2 separate regions of the Pan troglodytes genome follow, and region 2 is linked to region 1. A link is a contact called in public HiChIP or PLAC-seq data. All regions are on one chromosome and are shown on one strand. Each heading gives the region's core, a stretch centred on a gene start, on an enhancer-like site or on the middle of the called end of the contact. The rest is flanking DNA. Distances are from core to core; before and after follow the strand shown. Region 1 holds the start of FAM174C (family with sequence similarity 174 member C). Region 2 holds the start of APC2 (APC regulator of WNT signaling pathway 2).

What was found. HiChIP or PLAC-seq counts read pairs in DNA pulled down with a chosen protein or histone mark.
Region 2: an H3K4me3 HiChIP or PLAC-seq map of stem cell-derived excitatory neurons shows a contact between it and region 1, with 4 times the contacts expected there. The contact joins the promoter of APC2 here to the promoter of FAM174C in region 1. A contact is called at or near these places in 1 of 7 Hi-C or Micro-C datasets (stem cell-derived neural progenitor cells) and 1 of 1 datasets of contacts at active chromatin or transcription factors (stem cell-derived excitatory neurons).

Annotation. Positions count from the first base shown.
Region 1 is chr20:3,566,125-3,573,638 of NHGRI_mPanTro3-v2.0_pri, reverse strand. FAM174C (family with sequence similarity 174 member C) reads right to left here and starts at 3,870. Exons shown (of 3, transcript XM_003953305.4): 1 at 3,048-3,870; 2 at 1,585-1,701; 3 at 1-48. The coding sequence starts at 3,331. The coding sequence ends at 48. It overlaps CIRBP (cold inducible RNA binding protein), which reads right to left. Exons shown (of 6, transcript NM_001280513.1): 4 at 7,402-7,514; 5 at 7,237-7,318; 6 at 5,704-6,890. The coding sequence ends at 6,644.
Region 2 is chr20:3,738,420-3,745,933 of NHGRI_mPanTro3-v2.0_pri, reverse strand. It overlaps APC2 (APC regulator of WNT signaling pathway 2), which reads right to left and starts at 4,330. Exons shown (of 15, transcript XM_016934568.3): 1 at 4,221-4,330. The coding sequence starts at 4,274.

The DNA of each region.
Region 1 (7,514 bases), core at 2,621-5,120:
TGTCCTTCCCTCATGGCTGCTGGAAGGGCCGCCTCCCTGGCTCAGCATCTGAAAGCAGGGGGTCAAGGGTGAGAGGGAAGGAGTGAAGGGCCCGCCCTGCCGGGCAGAGGCTTACCCAGGTCAGACAGGGGCAGGCAGCCTGTCCAGGCCCCTCGGTCCACCAGGGCCCAGCCTCCCTCCCCTGGCCTCCCTCCCTGGCCTCCTGGGCCCTGCGCAGCTGCCCACCCCGGGGGAAGGGGCCCCCAGCCAGGAGGTAGAAGAAACCTGGGAGGAGTTCCCAGGATGGAGTCAGACCATGGGGAGGGATCCCAGTGCCTCCCTCCCTGGGGGATCAAAAAGTCAGAGCTGTCCCCAGAGGCCGCCCTGTCTCCTGGTCTCCCAGCCTCCATGCCTGCCACCCAACAGGCCAAGGTCCCCCCAGCAGCCACACTGCAGCGCAACATACCCATCATTCCCTGCCCAGAACCCTGCTAACCCCTGACACCTGCCTCAATGCCCAGGCCTACCCCAGTCCCGCCCGGCATCTGCCCAGCCCGGCCGCTCCCTGCTGTTCCCTCGGCCTGAGACACTCTTCCAGAAGCCAGCCCCATTACACCAGGGAGAGGCCCTCCCTGACCCCGCCCGCTCAGAAGCATCCTGCAGTCAGCCCCATTACACACAGGGAGAGGCCCTCCCTGACCCTGCCTGCTCAGAAGCATCCTGCAGTCAGTTCTCCACCTGACTTAGACCTCATCTCTCAGGGAGGGGCCCAGGTTGAGCACCCACTACCCTAAGCCCTGCAGCCGCTTTCCTGCCTTAAAGAAGCAAGAAGGCTGACCACGGTGGCTCACGCCTGTAATCCCAGCACTTTGGGAGGCCGAAGCGGGCAGATCACCTGAGGTCAGGAGTTCGAGACCAGCCCGGCCAACATGGTGAAACCCTGTCTCTACTAAAACTACAAAAATTAGCCAGGTGTAGTGGTGAGCACCTTTAATCCCAGCTACTCAAGAGGCGGAGGCGATGGGAGAAATGCTTGAATCTGGGAGGTGGAGGTTGCAGTGAGCAGAGATCGTGCCATTGCACTCCAGCCTGGGCAACAAGAGCGAAACTTCATCTCAAAACAAAACAAAACTTAGGTCAGGTGCGGTGGCTCACACCTGTAATCCCAGCTCTTTGCGAGGCCCAGGCAGATGGATCACCTGAGGTAAGGAGTTGGAGCCCAGCCTGGCCAACATGGTGAAACCCCATCTCTACTAAATACAAAAAATTAGCGAGGCGTGGTGGCGGGTGCCTGTAATCCCAGCTACTCGGGAGGCTGTGGCAGGAAAATCGCCTCAATCCCGGAGGCGGAGGTTGCGGTGAGTTGGGATCGCGCCACTCCACCTCAAAAATAAATAAATGAACAAACATTTAAATTAAAAAAAAAAAGTTGTAAATGGAGGCTGGGAGAAGGGATGAGCCCTGCCCAGTGGGGCCGTGGCCTGACTACCGCTGTCAGCTGTGATTGCAGGGACCACTCCATGGCTTGGCCAAGTCCCCGGGGTCCTGCTGAGTCTCCAGCCCAGCCTGCCAACCGAGGCCCCAGAGCTGGGGAAGGGTGCACACCATCTCAGATTCCGGGACTCAAAGACCGTCTCCTCGTCGCTGTCCAGCGAGGCCATCTCCGTGGGGTCCTCAGTGTTGGCGAGAAGGCCGTATCGCCTCCGCTGAGGCTTCTTCAACCTGGAAGTAGGTCCAGGCATAGTCAATGGCCCCTCCCCGCCAACCCTGCCTCCTCCTTCCCTCAGGACTCTCATTGCCGTCCTCTACTGGACCCCCGAGCCCTGCTGCAGACCTCCCTGGTTTTGCTGTGCCTGCTTCTTTCATGTCCTAATCGCCAAGTGATTACCATTCACTCCCATGGCGATGACAGTAAGACATGTGCCCTAGCAGGCCCTCCCATCTCCCCTGCGCCAGGACCCCAGGAGAGGCACGCTGATGTCACTCCCATTGCACTGATGAAAAGAATGAGGCTCACACAGGGGTGAGACTTTGCCAAAGACAACAGAATGGAAGCCTGTCTCAGGGCCAAGCCCCTGGTGGCCCCAGCAGCCAGGGAGGCAGGGAGGGCGCGGCATACAGGCAGGGGAGAGCGCGCAGCAGGTGCTTCCACAGGAAGAGGTGTGGAGCACAGGGGAGGCTCTGCACAGGGCCCATAAAAAGCAGCATGGCGGAGTGCAGGTGTTCACATCTATAATGCTAGCACTTTGGGAGGCCAACGAAGAAGGATCACTTGAGCCCAGGAGTTCAGACCAGCGCGGGTAACATGGCGAGACCCCATAGCTACAGTAAAAACTTATAAAAAATAAAAAGAGGCTTGACTTTGCCAGGGTGGTGATGGGGAGGGATAAGGTCCTCGCAGTGTCTCTCCCACCCGGGAGAAGCAGCCACACTGGGTAGTCAGGAGCCCAGAGGAGACTGGACCCACAGGCCAGGGAAGCCGGGGTGGCCTGAACAGGCAAAAGCCCCTCCTGCCCAAGGGCTGCCTACAGCTGGAGACCCCCGCGAGGGTCTGGGGACGCAGCTGCACCTCCCGGGCTGTGGGAGCACCCAAGGCGGGCACGCGGCCGACCCTGGCGACGAACCAGCTTCAGTGGGTAGAAGCAGAAAGGAAAATATCGGGACCCCACGGAAAAGCGTGGCAGCAGGCGGGAAGATGAGAACGAGGACAGGCATCCGGCGACAAGGAGCCAAGGAGGCCCCCTCGCCCCGCCAGGGCCTGACCCCTGCCCGGCATGCTCCGGCTTCAGTGGCTCCACCTGGGAAACGGGCAGCGTCACCCCCAAGTTAAGAGGCGGCGGCGCTGGGCACCTCGAACCCCAGGCGCAGGCTAGAGAGCGGGTGAGTTCCGTGGCCCCTGCACCGCCCACACCACGTGACGACCCCGCACAGCACCGCCCACGCCCACTCCAGCAGGGAGAGAGGGAGGGAGGGAGGGAGGGGAGGACCCCGCGGCCGGGCACGTGACGCACTAGGCGCGCGCTAATTGGCCACGGCTGGGAGACGGCGCCCGCGTGCGCCTGACGCACCTAAACGCCCGGATCAGGAAGTAGAGGGCGGTCAGGCCGCAGAAGCCCAGGATCACGTAGAAGGAGCGCGTAAGCGCCGAGCCCGATGCCCCCGGCGGACGCGCGTGCGTGCTGTTGTGCGGCGCGCCCGGCTGGCTCCCGTTCGTCACGGCCGGCGGCGGCGACAACGTGACCTGCGCGGGGCGCAGCGGCGAGGCCTCTTCGGCACCGCACGGCAGCGCCGCCAGCAGCAGCGCCAGCAGGAGCAGCAGCAGCGGCGGCGGCTGCAGCACGCGCGGCCCCATGGCCCGGTGGAAGCGGTGGCGGCGCCCCGCCCCTATGCGCGCTGTCAGTCAGGCGCGCGGAGGTGATGCCGGCCAATGGGGCGTGGAGGCGGAGCTTGACGTCGGGCCCCGCCTCCGCCTGGTGAGCCCCGGCGCTACCCACAGTGCCCCGCGCGCCCGCCGCGGAACTTGCTTCGTCGACCCGCTCCAAGGGATCAGGACGGAGGGCCGGAGCCCGCCCGTGGGAGCCCCGGCAAGGCGCAGCAGGCAGAGCCCAGAACTGCCAGCCCAGCGTGGGGGGTCGCGGCTTCCGAGGAAATGGGGCTGGCAGCGGGGGAACGGGGCGGACCCCGACTTCAGGACCTCGGGCCGCTCATTCCCACCCACTTCGGGGCGGCCCCCGCCACTCCTGCCCCGGCCTCACGGACACTGAGAACGCGTCGGCCACATCCAGGGCCCAGGAAGGTGACGTCCCGCTCCCCAGCCTGCTGCAGGGGACCCGGGGCTCGGCCCAAGACGGGGCCTGACAGCGGCTGCGCGGCCGCCGCTCCCCCGAAGCCGAGTGCGCCTCAGATCCCGCGGGACTGGAGTCTCCGCGCTGCGAACCCCCTCAATGGCGAGCCCCCCGCGGTCACTGCTCGGACAATGACCCTTGCAGTCTTCCTTGTCGGGTCCTGCTCGTGCGCTGAACCGAGGTCCGCAGGCTTTTCTCCCAGTGGCCCCGCTCCGCCGACAGACCCCCCTGAACCACAGACTCGGCTTTCTGGGTGCACACGTGGCCCTTTATTCGAATCCGACTTTCACAGGGCTCCACATCGTTGTGGGCAAGGACTGGCCGCCCCGTAAGCTGCCAGCGCACCGCAGCCCGTGCTCCAGGAGAGACTCGAGGCCCTGAGCCCGCACCTCACTGGCGAAGCGCCTCCTGGAAGGAGGAGGAGGGAGGGAGAACAGGCGCGGGCTCCAGGCGGGGGACCCGGCGCTCCCGGGAGGCGCTGCCCTGCACCCAACACACACCGAAAGGCGCCCGCCGCGGGGCCATAGGTGCGGGAGAGCAGGACTCACTGAAACGCCCAGGTGTCGCCCGGGACAGGGCTCAGCGCCACATGCCACTCTTCCCGAAAGCACTTACAGGGGACAAGCCTCCTGGGCAAGCGGCTGCCTCCAGCTCTCGTTCCAGGTGAAGTCCCTCCTGGGACAGTGACCCCAGAGGTCATCGCTGCTCTCAGGCCACCCTTCCCCGAGTCCTGGCCGGGCCCCTTCAACCTGCCAAAGCAAAGCAGCGTTACTCCCGACGTCCTCCATGGGGCTCACAGCTGCCCCTCCCGGCCTCCCCGGAAACAGCCACAGCCCCTAGGAAGGTCTCAGGCTAGTCAGGGGGCTGTGACCTCAGGCTCCGTCACAGGCCAGCATGCCCAGGGCGGGTCTGCACCGTGGCGCAGCTGGAGCCAGCTACCCGTATGGGATGGAGCTATGTGGGCCAGTGTGGGCTCTAGAAAAAAACTAATGGCGGCAACAGACATCAGAGAAAGCTAAGAGTGTGACTTAAGAGGTCTGGAAAAGACGGTCAATTGATGAGCAAAAAATCCAAAAGGCGGGGGCGTTCACTGGTCTCCAATCCTGCTTAAGGGATCTCATCTATGAGCCAGGCATGACTGGGCCCAGGCTGCACCTGGCTGCACGTGGGGAGCGTAATGGCCGGGCCTGACTTTAGTTCCAGCTTAATTGAAAAAAACAAAAAGTTAAAAAAAAAAAAAGGAAAAACAAAAAACAGTCACAGGAACATTCCCCGGGCACATGACTTTCAGTGAGCTCTCAACAAGAGGGATGTGGACACGAGCGGAAGGAGTTACCTCGAATTACAGGGCTATTTCCACATATGAGCTAGCCAAGGGAGCAGCTTGCGTCTCAGAGGGTTCTGTTGGGCGCACAACACTTCTGTCCTCCGAGGGCTGCAGCTTCCATAGGCTAGCAGAGAATGCTCAGAACTCGTGAAGCAACAGCAGAACTAGCTAACCGGCTGGCCGTCTGAGGTCGCCCTGAGATGCCACGTGCCTCTGCTCTCTGGCCTGCTTCTAGACTGAGGCAGTCCAGGTCAGCGTCAGGTGCACGTCCACTGTCCCTGTTAAGCTGCCCGCACAGTCCAGCCCTCTGGCCACCACTGCCAGAAGCCTCCCAGGGCTGCCCTGAGGCCTGAGCTGCCCGCTCCCGTCCCCCGCCTGGCTCCCCTACCCTGACCAGCGCCAGTCTGCTGGGCCTCCCTTTCTAGCTCTGCAGGCCCCAGGCAAGGCTTGCAGACCCACTGCTTCTCCACCTTCTCTCTCTGCTCAGGTCTGGCTGCAGGAGCCCGCAGCAAGGAGTGTGTGGTGCAATGCAAGGGAATTGTCAGAGCAAGGTTCATTTCACACGGTCTTTTAATCGGCTTCGTAAAGCCAAAGAAAACTGCGTACAAGAATTCCTCAGCCACTGCAAATACAACATCGATGGAGTATGCGTACGTCTTCCAGTAAAAAAGGACAATATAAATAAACATCTTCAAGAACCTCTCAGGGACGTCTGCACGTCTACTGTGGGGCGCACAGCACAGATGGACGCAGGGGCTGGGGCTCCAGGGCAGTTGCTGCCACACCCGCCGGGGTCCTACCACACTACACTCAGAAACGTCACACGGAGTTGGAAAAAAGCCACAGCTTGCTCAGCTTCCGACAGAGCGGATTCACAGTCCGTTCGATCTCAGAGAAGTGAATGGGGCACCCACTTCATGGGGCCAACCCCACTAAAAAAAAAAAGGCAACGCAACCAAAAACTAAAACAAAAACCAAAAACCCACACAACCCCCGATTTTTTTGAAAACTCATGGCTCGTGGTCAAAAAAGTAAATGCTTTTCAAAATGTTTTGAAACCCCTCAAAAAAAACAGCACTTCCTTAAAAAGAAAAGTCTAGTAACGAGGCCATCCCGGCGTCAGAAGCGGTCAGGCTGGGTTTGACAAGATCAGAACCGAAATGACTACGAAAGTGGGAATACAAGGAGGTGCGTTTACTACACATTAACGTTCAGCGAAGCTCCCACAATCTTTAAACACACAGCCATTGGAAGGACGATCTTGAGCAGGAAGGGTTTTTACTCGTTGTGTGTAGCTGAGGACAAGAAGCAGGCACAGTGTAAAGGCACCGAAGCAACGAGAGGCAGCTTCACCCCAGAGGCCAGACCAGGGCGCGGCCTGCGGCCGGGGAGCAACCACCCCCCACAGCCGAGGGAGGCTGGCCTGTGGCCACACATGCACCTAGCTGACTGCCCAGCGGGCCCTCGCTCTCCCTTGCCTTTTTGGTCAGTCTCATTTGGCTTTTGCATCCTGCGATAGAAATGGCTCTGAGGACAGATGCGCCTCTTCTGGGCAAGCACAGTGACAAGGTCTGAGTGTCCAGCCTAAAGTGCTTGGAGAGGGCACCAAGGTGAACCGAGCTCCCACCGCAGGCCACAGCAGCGTGGCGCCCTCGGAGTGTGACTTACCGTAACTGTCATAACTGTCTCTGTAGGACCCGCCCGAGCTCCGGTCACTGTAGCCACCACTCTGACTCCGGCTGCAAGACAGACAAATGTTGAGTACCGAAAGGTACCCGTCTACTTCTGCTCTGCCACAACAGGCTGAGCCGCCGGCCCCCATGCCAGCCGTCCCTTCTGGGGATGCAACAAGGACCCCAGCAGGGCAGAATCTTGGAAATCGTCCAAAATCTCCACCAGCCTGTCCCCCAGGCCCTCCCGCTTCTGTGAATGTCCTGAGCAGTCTCCTCTCCTCTTGGCCTGGGCCCCCACCTGCCTCTGCTCCTTGCCCAGCCAGTCTCATCTCAGCTCCCCCAGGGACCTGGGACCCGGGACTGAAGCTGGCCATCCCGCAACCACCCGTGCTTGGGCTGGCCTCCCCCTCACCTGCTATAGTAGTCTCTGGAGCCTCCGTAGCCCCCACTCCTGGACTCGAACCGGTTCCCCCCATAGCCTCGGTCCCCTCCTCCTGCACATACAGGAAAAAGTGAGTACCAGCTCCCACCAGCAGTACCTCACAGCATCCCCAAGGGACCCGCTCATGGCACTCACCTCTAGAGAACCCACGGCCCCGTCCTCGGCCCCCGCGGAAGAAGCCCCGGCCCCCGGCAGAGCCACCACGGTACCCACGGGATCGGTTGTCTGACGACTTGCCTGCCTGGTCT
Region 2 (7,514 bases), core at 3,081-5,580, 170 kb before region 1:
GATAATGAAGCCTGTGAGTGGGTGTGTGCGCAGGACCGGCTGCAGAAACGCTGACGCCCAGCTCACCGGGACTCAGTTTCCCCTCCAGCTCCCACTCTGGGGAAATGCAGGGTCCAGAGTCTGTGCTGACGGGCAGTGCTGAGAGACAGGGATGGAAACCTCGACGCGAGGCGGAGGTCGCGCCCCTGCCCTCCTCCCCGAGGACACACACCCGCTTACTTGCAGCTGGGCTCGCGGGGCGCCCGGGTCTGGGGCCTCCTCCCTCTGCGCAGCTCCGCGGGCCCCACCGGAGATCCCGGCCCGGGGTGGCCTCGGAGCGCGCGGGCTCCGGGGTCTCCGCGGCGCGGGCAGGGGCTCCGGGGCGGACAAAGCCCGGTCCGGGCCTGGGCAGGCGGCGCTGCCGCTCCTAGCGCTGGGCGAGACCACCGCGAGCGGGGGAGGATGCGGGATGAGGGATGCGGGTGAGACAGCCAATGAGGGCGCGGGAAGACGGGCTGGTGCCATGGCAACAGCCAATGGCGGCCCGGGGCGGGGACCGGCGTCTACCGCGGGGCGTCGGGCCTCCGCGCGGGCTCAGGGGCCGTGAGTGCGGGGGGCGAAACCCCCCCGAGGGAAGGGGGTGCCCCGAGGACCAAGATTCCTGTGTCCCGCACTTTATTGCAGGGTGCAACGGCCTCTTAAAACCTCCTGCGTCTGGATTTGCAGAATTGGAGAGTAAAACATCAAATCCTGGATGTTACATCAGCATCTTGGCGGGGGAGGGGTTTCCAGGGCAGTGGCCGGGCTGGGGCCAGGCCTGCACCCACCCCACAGGTCCAGCCTGGCCTGGTGCAGATGCGTCAGGGTGGGCCAGGGTTCGGGTCCAGGCTGGAGCTCCCTGAGGGTCCTGCCTGGTGGGGAGGGGAGAGGGGAGGAGGGGCAGGCCACTGGGGAGCACCTGGGACGCTGCATCTCCCCACATTTCTCCCTGTCTCCCCAACGGAGCGTCAGGTCCTCCTGTAACTCCGTTGCTCTTCATGTCCCTCTCTCTTTCTGTCTCCCCCTCTGTTCTCTGTCTCTCAATCTCTGTGTCCATGTGTCTCTGCCCCTGGTCGGTCGCACACTTAATTCACCCTCACGGACCGAAGGCCAGAGGAGGGAAGGGCCAGGGGTCCCAGGAGTCGCCATCTCCAGGTGTCCTGGATGCTCCATGAGTCCCTGGAAGCCATTTGAAGGTTTAACACACAGAGCCCGTACCTGCAGCTCGGAGCAGCCCTTCCTGCTCTGGACACAGACTCACAGCACAGAAAGGGAGGCGACTGGGGCCAGAAGAGTGATTTTTTTCCGTGCTGGGCATGCAGGCAAATCATTCGCCGCTCAACCCTCGGTTTCCTCCTCTGTAAAATGGAGAGGAGGCGGAAGATTCTGCAAGGGCTGGTGCAGGGAATGATAGGAGAGGGTGGGAAGGTCCGAGTATTCAAGGCCCCGCAGACAAAGGCAAGGGAGGACCCGTGCTGTTTCCTGTTGGGCCTTGAGCTGAAGACCCGAGGGCCTTGTCCCGGGCCAGCACTGCCAGGGGCTGAGAGCCCTTTGGCCTGGCTATCTGGGAGCCCCCAGAGCTGGACGCAGCTGTCCCCACTGGTTGGGTCTGGGGAGGCAATGCAGTGGGCAGACACAGGGGATCTTTTCTTTTTTCTTTTTTTTCTTTTTTTTTCTTTTTTTTTTTTTTTGAGACGGAGTCTTGCTCTGTAGCCCAGGCTGGAGTGCAGTGGCACGATCTCCGCTCACTGCAAGCTCCGCCTCCCAGGTTCACGCCATTCTCCTGCCTCAGCCTCCCGAGTAGCTGGGACTACAGGCGCCCGCCACCACGCCGGCTAATTTTTTGTATTTTTAGTAGAGACGGGGTTTCACCGCGTTAGCCAGGATGGTCTCGATCTCCTGACCTCGTGATCCGCCCGCCTCGGCCTCCCAAAGTGCTGGGATTACAGGCGTGAGCCACCACGCCCGGCCTTTTTTTTTTTTTTTTTTTTTTTTTAGATGGGGTCTTGCTCTGTCCCCCAGGCTGGAGTGCAGTGGCGCGATCTCGGCTCACCGCAACCTCCGCCTCCTGGGTTCAAGTGATTCTCCTGCCTCAGACTCCTCAGTAACTGGGATTACAGGCATGTACCACCATGCCAGCTAATTTTTGTATTTTTAATAGAGAGGGGGTTTCACCGTGTTGGTCGGGCTGGTCTCAAACTCCTGACCTCATGATCCGCCCGCCTCGAAGGGGATTTTTTTCTGGAGGCTGGAAGGCTGCCCTGAGAAGTGAACAGCAGTGATCAGGAGGAGAGGCGTTCCAGGCTGAGGGAAGATCAATGCATGCTTGGGACACAGGGGGTGTCTGGTGGAGCCATGGGGTAGGGCGCGTGGTGGGGTTTGACAGGTCAAGCCGGGGCAGAGCTGGGCGAGGCTGAAATGGGGTTGGGGATGCAGAGCCCAGGGCCCTGGCTTCAGCTCAGCCTTGTTGTCCCTGTGTCCCCCTGGGCATGTCTCTCTCTGGCCTCAGTTTCCAGTCTTGTTTACTGAAGGGTGGGTTGGATAATCCCTGCCTCCCCCCCAAAGAGGAACTAAGTCCCACCTCCCTGTGTAGTTTCAGATGTCTCAGCTCCCCAGGCCCCCATCAGGCAGGGGTTTGGGGGATCCAAGGTCAGTCCTGTCCTTGTATACATGGGGAAACTGAGGCCTGGGCCAGGGAACGTGTTGCCTGAGTTCATCTGTGCCAGCCAGGCCTCCGGAGTGACACTGAGCCTCCCTTCTTATCCCTCTGGGGGTGGCCAGGGCCTGGAGGGCTGAGGGTACATGGGGGCTGAGGCCCCAAGACAAGATGCCCTTGGCCCCAAATCTACAAAACATTATGTCCCTGAACAATCCCCCTCTACACACTAAAATCCTCGACCCTGTAAATCCTTGAACCACAGCCACACTCAGACATCACCAGACATTTCAGAGCCTCAAGAACCCCCCACAGCCCCCTAAGACTTCAGGAGACTGAGAGAGGTCTCCCCCTTCTCCCACTGCAGAACGCAGGGCCTAGCCCAAGACTCCGACCTAGGCTCCTCCCTGGGGTCCTCCACGCCCCCTACTGCTGCTGGGCTAAAGGGGAAGTTGCATGAAATGCTCACTCCCCCACCCCTGTCCTGTGACACCTCCCCGCAAGTCCGCAGCCTGGCACACGGCTCACTCTTGGAGTGTCTTTGAGCCTTCTGAGTCTGACCTCGAGCTGTCCCCGCCCCCTTGATGCCTCCTCTGTGCCAGGGGCTAGAGGCAGAAACAGGGGCGGCCCCCATCCGGAGCTGGGTGGGGACAGAGAAGGCACCAGGTCATCGCGGGAGGATAGAGACGGGCCGCCGCCGGCTGGGTGGCCGGGCAGAGCCCTAACCGGTGAGGAGGCCACCGGAGGTGGGGGAGGGTGGGGTAGGCCGGTCCAGGCCGTGCCCTGAAGCCTGACCGCCGCTATGGGCCTCAGTTTCCCCGGCGGCGAGTCGGCAGACGTGCGCCTCCGTCAGCACCGCGGACAGCTCCCCGGCCCCCGCCCCGCGTTCTCTTGCGGGCGCCTTAGCTCCGCAACGAGGCTCCGGCCTCGAAGCGTGACCTTGGGCTCCCCGCTGCACCCCCCCAGCCTCAGTTTCCCCTCCAATGAGGGATGTCACAGCCGCGAAATTCAGACGATTCCGGAGGCTGGAGAAGCGCTGGGGTCGGGAGCGGACGGATACGAACAGCAGCGGCGGCGAACGTCAAAGCAGGCCATACGCTCGCGCCCAGAAGGGGAAACTGAGGCCCAAAGAAGCGCAGGGCGTGGCCCAGGCCCCCACCCTGCGCAGGGCCGAGCCTCCGCAGGATGCCCCCGCAGCCGCCCCCGCCGCCCCAGCTGGCGCAGCCTCCGCGTCGGCGCAGTGAGGAGGGGTCCGAGGGTCTCCTGCAGAGGCCGAGGGCTGGGCTGGGCGAGCCCTGCGCTTGCGCAGACCCGGGCTGGGGGTCGCAGCGGCGCACGAGAGGGGCTTCCATCCCCGCCAGCCTTCCGAGGCGGTTTCCCCGGCAACGGTCTCTACGGCGAACGCACTAGACCCCCGACTCTGCAGCCTCCGCGCGCTCGCCCCATGCGCCCCCCGCCGCCGCGCCCGCTGTTCCCGCGGTGTGGACCCCGCCCCGTTCCTGCGCGGCCCGGAGCCCTCCCCAACGGCCCGACCCACGCGCCCTACCTGGTCCCCGAAGAAGGCCGAGTGCAGCAGGCTCAGGAGCCCCAGGAGCCCCATGGAGCCGCGGCCGCCCCGGACCCGCCGCGCCCCGCCCCTCGGCGGCCAGGGTGGGGGTGCGGGACGCGAACGGGGCCGCCCTGCGCCTGCGCGGAGAGGGGCGGGAGGGGTCAGTCCGCGGGCCCGGGGCGGGGCTCCTCCCGAAAGGGGCGAGGGCGTGCCGTGGGGTCTGGAGGTGCTCGCGGGGGCTGGGGAGTCTCGCGGCACCGAGGCTGCGGAGGGGCGGTGGGAGATCCGGGGATGGGAGAGAGGAGAGGGGACTCGCGTGGGCCGAGCGGCGCCAGGGTCCGGGTCCGACCAGGCTGGGGAGTTCGAATGCGGAGGAGGCTGGGGGGCCCGAGGCGGCGGGGAGGAGGCCGGGTGGGGGTGGGGGCACGAGAGGTCCCACGGGGAATGGGGGTCGCGGAGGGCCAGAGGCGGCGTCGCCATGCGGCTGTGGTCCGCTGCCCGCGGACGGTCACCCTGCGGAAGCTCGGAACCACCCCCGAATCAGCCCGGCTTGGCGCGCTGAGGTTCATTAGTCATTCAGCAAACATCACCTGCGCGCACAAGGCTTGCTGGGCGCCGAGCTGGGCGCGCGGGGGGCCGCCGTAAGGGGGCGACACCGAACGCGGACATTCATGCAACAAGCATTTATTAAGCACCTACTGTGTGCTGGGCCCCCTGCACTGAACAAAACAAAATCCGGGCCCTTGGGAAGCTGACGTGAACGAGGGGACTGCAGCGGGCTGGGAGAGACGCCAGCGGGGCGGGCAGGGCATGGGGAGCTGCTGGGGAGGCCGAACAGCCCTGGGGAGTGTTGGGGGAGAGTGCAGCCCGCGAGGGCAGTGAGGCCTGGGAGGCCCCGGGGCAGGTCGCGCAGGCCCAGCGGGAGGTGGGAGCCACCGCGGGCTGTGGACAGAGCAGGGCCGCGCCCGGCTCCAGGCTCGCGGGCGCCCGCTGGCGGCTGCGGGGAGAACAGGCCGTGGGCGGTGCCGGGAGAGGAGGGCGGAGGCGGCTGCGCGGGTCGAGGGCCGGATGATGGGGCGGAAGATGCGGCCTGGGCAGGATGGGGGCTAAGAGGGGTGTTATGAATTGTGCAAAGTCCCTGGAAACCAAAGAACGAGCGGCCGGAGAAAGGGGCGCCGCTTTAGCAGGGCGGCGGGGACAGGCCGCCTCCAGCAGGTGCCTCAGCTGAACCCTGGAGCGGGGACGGAGCCGTGCGGCTGCGGGGGAGGCTTCGGGGCCACCCAGGACTCCTCCTTCAGAAGTCAGGGGAGGGCGCCGAGTTCAGTGTAAACTGCCGTCCACGGGGGAGGCCGCGGGGATGTGAGAAGCGGCGGGAACCAGGACAGGGCCTGAAGGCAGCTGACCCGCAGCGCCGGGGCCAGACCTGAACCTGATGAGGACGGAGCTGTCTGTCTGAGCCGGCACAGATGCGGCCGGGCAGGTCTGGGAGAGTCCATGCAGATTCTGGAGCGGGGTGTGGGACCAGAGGGTAGAAACAGAAGCGTGGGGCCGGGCACGGTGGCTCCCGCCTGTAATCCCAGCATTTTGGGAGGCCGAAGCGGGTGGATCACTTGAGGTCAGGAGTTCGAGACCAGCCTGGCCAACATGGCAAAACCCCGTCTATACTAAAAATACAAAAAATTAACCGGCGTCTTGGCGCATGCCTGTAGTCTCAGCTACTCCGGAGGCTGAGCAGAATCGCTTGAACCCAGGAGGCGGAGGTTGCAATGAGCTGAGATTCTGCCACTGCACTCCAGCCTGGGCGGCAGAGCTAGACTCCGTCTCAGAAAAAAAAAAAAAAAAAAAAAGAGGAAGTGCGGATATGGCCAGAGAGGCCTAAAGACAGAGCCTGGGCCTTGAGTTGGGAGTGGCCCCCGACAGTGGCACCCTAGTGCTAGTTAGAGGCTCCCACCCCACCTCCTGGACACCCCCCAAATTCTTGTGGACCTAGGGCACCACCTGGCCACCAAGACATGTGTCTCTCTGAACTGGGGGTATCTTTTTGCTTTAAATACTAATACATATTTTCCCTGATCACACATGCTGGATTCCAACTGCAGAAAACCAAGGGAAGTACCCATTAGCAGCCACGTGCTGGCCAGCAGGGGCGTGTGCAGGGAGGGCTTTTATGGACAGGAAACTTCCCGTAAAGGTCCAGACAGTAAATTTTCAGCGTCTGCCTGGCAGAAGTAATACAGGTATGAATGGGCACAGCTGGGTGCCAGTAAAGCTCTGCAAAAGCGAAGTGAGGCCCAGCACCCATTCCTATTACGCTTTCCTCCGGGAGGGCCCCCTGGGGCTTGTTCCCAGCTAGCTGCCTCATGATGGGCGCGGCCCCACACATCTCTGTGTCATTTGCTCTGCAGATGGACCTGGTAGCTCAAAAGCTCTGTCATTTCCCTTTATTTTTTTCTTTTTTTGAGACGGAGTCTCGCTCTGTCCCCCAGGCTGGAGTGCAGTGGCGCGATCTCAGCTCACTGCAAGCTCCGCCTCCCGGGTTCACGCCATTCTCCCGCCTCAGCCTCTCCAGTAGCTGGGACTACAGGCGCCCGCCACCACGCCCGGCTGATTTTTTGTGTGTGTTTTTAGTAGAGATGGGGTTTCACCATGTTAGCCAGGATGGTCTTGATCTCCTGGCCTCGTGATCCGCCCGCCTCGGCCTCCCAAAGTGCTGGGATTACAGGCGTGAGCCACCGCGCCCGGCTCCATTTGTTTTTTTTAGACGGGGCCTCGGTAAAGACTTCAAGTGTGCACCATGGTTTCCGGCACTTTTGATTTCTAAGGCTCAGGGTTGAAAACCATGTTGCAGATAAAGCTGTTTCAGTGGGACATCCACTAATTTCCCACTTTGCGTATCTGAGGCGAAAAGCACCTAACACCTCAGCAATTTTTTTTTTTTTGAGGCGGAGTCTCTGTCGCCCAGGCTGGAGCACAGCACTTTCAGAGGCCGAGGAAGGCGGATCACCTGAGGTTGGGAATTGGAGACCAGCCTGGCCAACATGGTGAAATCCTGTCTCGACTAAAAATACAAAAATTAACCAGGCGTAGTGGCGTGCTTCTGTAATCCCAGCTACTCGGGAGGCTGAGGCAGGAGAATTGCTTTAACCTGGGAGGTGGAGGCTGCAGTGAGCCGAGATAGTGCCACTCAACCCCAACCTGGGCGACAGAGCGAGACTCTGTCTCAAAAAAAAGAAAAAAAAATAAAAAGAATTCTGAATGCTGACAACCGAGACTACAATGAACCCTGCCTAC